Linked DNA regions of Sus scrofa: region 1 is linked to region 2. A link is a contact called in public promoter capture Hi-C data. All regions are on one chromosome and are shown on one strand. The core of a region is the stretch at or near the end of the contact, and the rest is flanking DNA. Distances in the headings are between cores, read along the strand shown.

What was found. Promoter capture Hi-C pulls out the DNA fragments that hold promoters and counts their contacts.
Region 1: a contact with region 2 is called in a promoter capture Hi-C map of fetal liver, with 4 times the contacts expected there. The contact joins the promoter of KANSL3 here to the promoter of CNNM4 in region 2. A contact is called at or near these places in 2 of 5 promoter capture datasets (fetal liver and liver), 8 of 47 Hi-C or Micro-C datasets (fetal heart ventricle, heart right ventricle, liver and 4 more) and 2 of 2 datasets of contacts at active chromatin or transcription factors (alveolar macrophages and skeletal muscle).

What each region holds. Positions count from the first base shown.
Region 1 is chr3:56,957,887-56,960,761 of Sscrofa11.1, forward strand. It overlaps KANSL3 (KAT8 regulatory NSL complex subunit 3), which reads left to right and starts at 1,297. Exons shown (of 23, transcript XM_021087273.1): 1 at 1,297-1,639; 2 at 2,285-2,407; 3 at 2,410-2,548. The coding sequence starts at 2,335. FER1L5 (fer-1-like protein 5) reads right to left here and starts at 1,694. Exons shown (of 55, transcript XM_021088398.1): 1 at 1,659-1,694; 2 at 1,142-1,414. The coding sequence starts at 1,694.
Region 2 is chr3:56,857,044-56,859,850 of Sscrofa11.1, forward strand. CNNM4 (metal transporter CNNM4) reads right to left here and starts at 1,417. Exons shown (of 7, transcript XM_021087272.1): 1 at 1-1,417. The coding sequence starts at 1,316.

The DNA.
Region 1 (2,875 bases), core at 47-2,546, 100 kb after region 2:
GCAGCCTGTATACCTGCCACACAGGAACATGAGTCCAGTGCTGCCACAGTCTCCAATTTTTTAAGAGATCTGTATATCTGGATTTTTGCATGAAATCTCCCAAATTTAAATATTTGCAGTAAATAATTAAATACATATTTGCGATGAAATAAAATTTTAAAAAAGTAGCGTGTAGGCCAAAGAAAGTGGTGTTGGGCTGTAATTGGTCCATTCACTCTCTCTCTGTAGGTCCTTAGCAACCTTTCCAATCTCTCTGCAGTGGCCTGGTCCTTTCAGCCCAAACTTAGGTGACTTCATCTTCATGATTCCACTCATATTCCCACTCTGGAAATCTTTTTCTATAAATTTCTGTTCTTATCATTCTCTCCGCCACCCAGTGAGTAAGTATTTGCACTTTCAGAGATGAAGAGGGTACACTGAGATCTCACTGGGGTCATAAAAGCAGGGAGTTAGGTGCAGGAGCTGAGATTCCAAACCTCCAGGTCTAAGCAGCACTGCTTAGGGCGATCTGGACACATCTACGCAAAGCCCTGGATAAATTTTTCTTTTATTCTATTGTTTAATATATTTTTTAGAGCAGTTTAAGGCACACAGCACTTCTTTTATTTTCGCACTTATTTTTATTGTGGTTGTTGCTTAAGTGATCTCTTCTTCTTCTTCTTTTTTTTTTTTTTTGGCCGCACCCATGGCACATAGAAGTTCCCCTGGCCAGGGATGGAACACACGCCACAGTAGTACCGGATCAGCTGCAGTGACAACGTCGGATCTTTAACCCGCTTCGCCGCAAGGGAATTCCTAACTTTTTTTTACATTTAAGTATAGTTGCTTTACAACATTGTGCTAGTTTCAGGCGCACAGTATTTGAAGTAAATACTGCACGCTTAGGTGGGACTGATCTGGGAGAAGCGGAAAGTAGGTTGCACGCCCTCCCAGCCCTGGCTAGGGACCTGGCAAAGCAACCGTGGCGGTCACTGAGAACGGACGCTGCAGAAGCCAGCCTCCTCTCTCGCCCTCGCTTTCCCTGCTGAAGATGCAGAAGGCCGAAACTCGGAATTCCGCGCTGTGAGCGGCAGAGACCCGCACGCGTTCCCGGGGCTCCTCTTCCCGCGCAGTTACATCCTCTCCCGGTTTTGCAGCTCACCGCCCCTCCCTTCCCAGGCCGTGATCCGCTTCCGCGTTTCGCTCTGTGCCCGGAGCTCCGGGGCGAGGAGGCGGTAACGCGCACGCGCGCTGGGATCCGGCCCGGGCCGAGCGCGCGGCGCGACGACTGCGGGTGAGGGGAGGCGCGGCCCTGGCAGGGGGTGGCGGGCCCCGGCGGTGGCGGCGCTGGTCTGGCGGGCGGGGGTCTCAGCGAGAACCTCCGGACTCTCCGGTCATGCGGGGACAGGGGGCTGGAGCCCGGGGCCCGGGCGGCCTGGGTCAGACGGCCGTGTGGGGCAGGGGGCGGACTGGGGTTGCCGTGACGCGGGAGCTGAGCTGGGCCCGGGCCGGCGGGAGGCGGGTTCCTGGCGGCTCCTCCTCGTCGCGAACTCTCGGTGACCTTGGCCAATTCACTCCGTCTCCTTGAGCTGGCGCCTTCGTCTGTAAAGTGTGAATTACAAGCCCTGCCTGCCAGCTGTGGCGGTTTTGAGGCTCAAGGGTGGGACCCCCCGGGGTACCTGGAGTAGCGGGCCGTTCCTGGGGGACCACCCCATCTACGGTGAGGGGGGGGGTCTTCCTGGCTTAGCATTTTGTTACAGGCTTTGAGAAGGAGCTCTCGTCTGTGTCTTAAAACTCCAGAGCGTTATGAAGTAGTTGCAAAACTTTTGCTTAACGTAGACAAGGGACCTCGAGGGCCTCCTTGGAGCCCACGTTGCCCAGCTGTTACCCAGGATGCTCTTATTTTGTGACTGGAGGCGGCCCAGTGAAGCTTCCGGGAATAGTGTGAAGCTGGAGACCCTTAGCTTTGGAAGAATCAATATTTTTGATTCCTCTTGTTTGCCCAAACCCATGCCAGCCACAGGGGAAACTGATGCTGGCCAAGCAAATTTAGTATTTGTCCATGTGAGACCTTGGAGTCCCTCAGCTTCCCAATGAACCGAATTTTGTAGAAATTGAAGAGGAAGATGGTGCCATAGCCTTTTGAGGACTCTTAGGAGCGCTCCCTACATGGGCAAGGGTCTGTGATTTGATGGATCCTCAGTTATACATGATAGAAGGTCAAAAAAGTAAGCACATTAGATAGTATAGGCTGCAAGAGATTCAGAGCATCTGAATTGACTAAAACTGAAACTTTTCACTGCAGGTGACTAGCATGCAGATAGCCATTCTCTGACCTGCTGCCCTTCTTCTGACATGGCCCACCGAGGTGGGGAGAGGGACTTCCAGACCTCAGCGCGGCGCATGGGCACCTCGTTGCTCTTCCAGCTTTCGTGCATGAGCGGGAGCTGGACCTAGTGTTTCTGGACCATAGCTATGCCAAGCCTTGGAGTGCCCACCCAGATGCCAGTAGTGCCCGCCCCACCCGCATGCTCTTTGTTACTCCCCGGAGGCAGCACGAAAGTACCATGTGAGTTTGGGCTTCTTTCTTAAGGGCTGCCATTGCCCTAATTGGACAGGGAACAGATGGTGGGGATTAAAGAGGATTTTATTGTGGGAGATTGTCTGAGGGGCTTGGATGTTAAATTCAGGCGTTGCTGTTAAGCAGCGAGCAGATAGGCCTGTATGTAGACATCTTGCATTCAGGACATCTAATGAGTTAGGAAGGCAAGATATTCAAAGGAAGGCAAACAGCCTACTGCACTTAGGTAATAGGACTCGTGTGGAAAGAGGAATTGAATAGCATTATTTAAATTGTGAAGAAAAATACCAAAGAGTTAGTTTTTAAAAATTGCCG
Region 2 (2,807 bases), core at 167-2,666:
TTAAGAGGGGTGCAGTCATCCGGGTCCACGAAGGCCAAGTCTTTGACGTAGAGAATATCTACGATGTTGGACTGCTCGTCTTCAAACACTGGGATGCGGGTGTAGCCGCTTTCCATAATCTCCGACATGGTGTTGAAGTCCAGGATGGCATCGCTGCGGATCATGAAGCAGTCCTGGAGCTGGGTCATGATGTCCTCCACGGTTTTGGTCCGGAGTTCCAGGGCACCCTGGATCATGTTCAGCTCCTCTTTCACGAGGTCATTATAGGGCTCCGTCACCTTCAACATCTCCATCAGCTTCTCCCGATTGTAAACGGTACCAATCTCCTGGCCCAGGAAAAAGTCTAGGAGTTTGCTGATGGGGAAACTGAGGGGGAAAGTGAGTAGCATAAAGAATTTGGTGAGAATGATAGTGTTGGCACCCACAGCCAAACCGTGTCGGGAGCACAGGGCCTGAGGCACGATCTCCCCAAAGATGACGATGCCAATGGTGGAGGAGGCCACCGCCATGAGCCCAGACCCTATGAGGTTGTCTAGAAGGATGGTGAGGGAGGTGTTGACCAGCACGTTTCCCAGGAGCAGGGAGCAGAGCAAGTAATTGCCCTTGCGACGGATGGGCTCGATCTTGCGAGCATAGCGCCTCTCCTTCTGAGTGCCACAGTTCTGCACGATGCGCAGCTCCATGGGGTCCAGGGCCATAAGCCCCAGGTTGAGGCCAGAAAATATCCCCGACAGCACTAACAGCACCATAATGAGGAGGATGTGCAGCCAAAAGGGCAGGAATCTCCCAGTCTCCTCCTTCAAGAAGAGAAGCGAGTCCTTGTCTGTCCACCTCTGCCAAGGCCCGTCCACGCTGGCCCGGGTGCACAGTGCATACAACTTCATGTTCTCGCTCCTCCGGAGGAATTTAGTGAGCACCACCAGCATCCCAGACGTGTCCCCGCGGCTCACGTTGACCAGCCGCTGGACCACCAGGTCCTTGGTGAGCTCGGGGCAGTTGGTGGAGTTGCGGATGGTGTCGGCATTGTCCACCTCGGTGAAAGAGATCAGGTTGCTGGAGATGGAGCCCAGTCTCTGGCCATACAGCCTCAGGTTTACCGTGCTGCCCTCGGACACGTAGATGGTGCCATCCTCGTTCGTCCCACACGATTTGTTGCAGCTCGCCAACCTCATGCCTAGGATCTCGCCCCGCTGGGGGTCGCCCTGGCCGCAGGCCCCCCGCGCCCACAGCAGCACCAGCAGCACCAGCGCGGCCAGGAGGAGGCGCCCTCGGGCCGGCCCGCCACCCGGGAGCCCGCCCCCGCCCACCGGCGCCATGTTGCTCCGGCTCGGCCGCCGCCGCTCCCAGCGCCCTGCTGCGCAGCCCCACTCGCGCCGCCGTTCCTGCAGCTCCGCCGCCTCCGAGCCAACTGCCTGGCCCGCCGGCCTGACGTCAGGTCAGCGCCCCTCCCGCCCCGCCCACCGACCCACGCCTCTCGTTTGAATATTAAGCCCCGCCCCCCACAGCTCCGACACCGCCCTTAAGGAGGTCCGGAATTTAAGGTGGAGCGAAGCGGGGGCACCGGAGCACTGACGCTGTGGAAGAAGCCCGCCCCGCCCTCCTCGCACGCCTTCCGTGCACTCTGCTGGTACAGCTTTCCTCCGCCCGGACCTGCTCCCTCTCCCGCAGTCCAGGCCGGCCTCGCTTGCTGGGCTTCTTCCCCTTCTCCAGAAATCTGCAGTTGGGGCAGGTGGCCCTTCTCTGTAGAACCTCGGAAGCCAAGCCATCTAAATTGCTTTTCCTGCTATGGAAAAGGTAAAGGAGAACCTGAGGGCATAGGCCTGAGAGAGGCTTTCAAGTCCACGGTCATAGTTCTGGCTCTCGCACTTCTGGGGTTTGTGCGCAGCCTCATCCCAAGGCAAGAAGTAGGTTGCTTTAGCCCAGGTGGCCTTCTGCCAGGTGGCCTTCGGCCAATAGAATCTGGAGGACCTGAGGATAGGACCGGCCTGGGCTTATCTCCTGTCGTTTCCATTTAGGACACAAATGTTGAACATCAACTATGTCGGGCCCTTGTTCCAGACTCTGACAATATAGCAGCGAATGAGCCCAAGTTCCTGCCCACTGGAGTTTGCAGTGTAGGATAGAAAACAGGCAATGAGCAAGTAAATATATATTTTTTCATCCTCCCAACAACCCTAAGAAGGGGTATTATTTCTCTATTAACAGATGAAGAAATTGAATCTATGCACAAGTCAAGGTCCTTCTAAATTGTCACCTTAAGAGCAGGCTGGTGTGACTTTGCTAAGGCAGGTTGGAATATCTCACAGCTCCAATGTCATTTGTAAAATGAGCATATGAATGATAATAGAGGAGTTCCCACTGTGGCACCACAGGATCTGCAGGGTCTCTGCAGCACCAGGATTCAGGCTCCATCTAGGCCTGGCACAGTAGGTTAAAGGATCTGGACCAGGATTTCCATAGGCCCCCAGGAGCAGCCAAAAAGGGGGGAAAAAAGATAATAGAACACTACTTCACCAAGCTTGTGGAATAGCTGGCCTAGACGCTGAGGAGACAGGACAACTCTGAATGTTGTTTGGCTATGTAGCTATTGTTGTTATTGTTTTGTTATTGTTATTGTTGTCTGCCCTTCCTGGACCAAACCCCTAACCCCAAATTGTGGTGGTGACTGACCAGCAGGGGCAGCTGTATGTGGAAACTGGAGCTGAGAGGCATGGTGCCAGGCCTAGCCCTGAAATGACTGCTTCCTGGACGGCCCTACCTTGGTGTCGGTCAGCAACTATGAATTGAGCGCCTGGCACTCAGGGTGT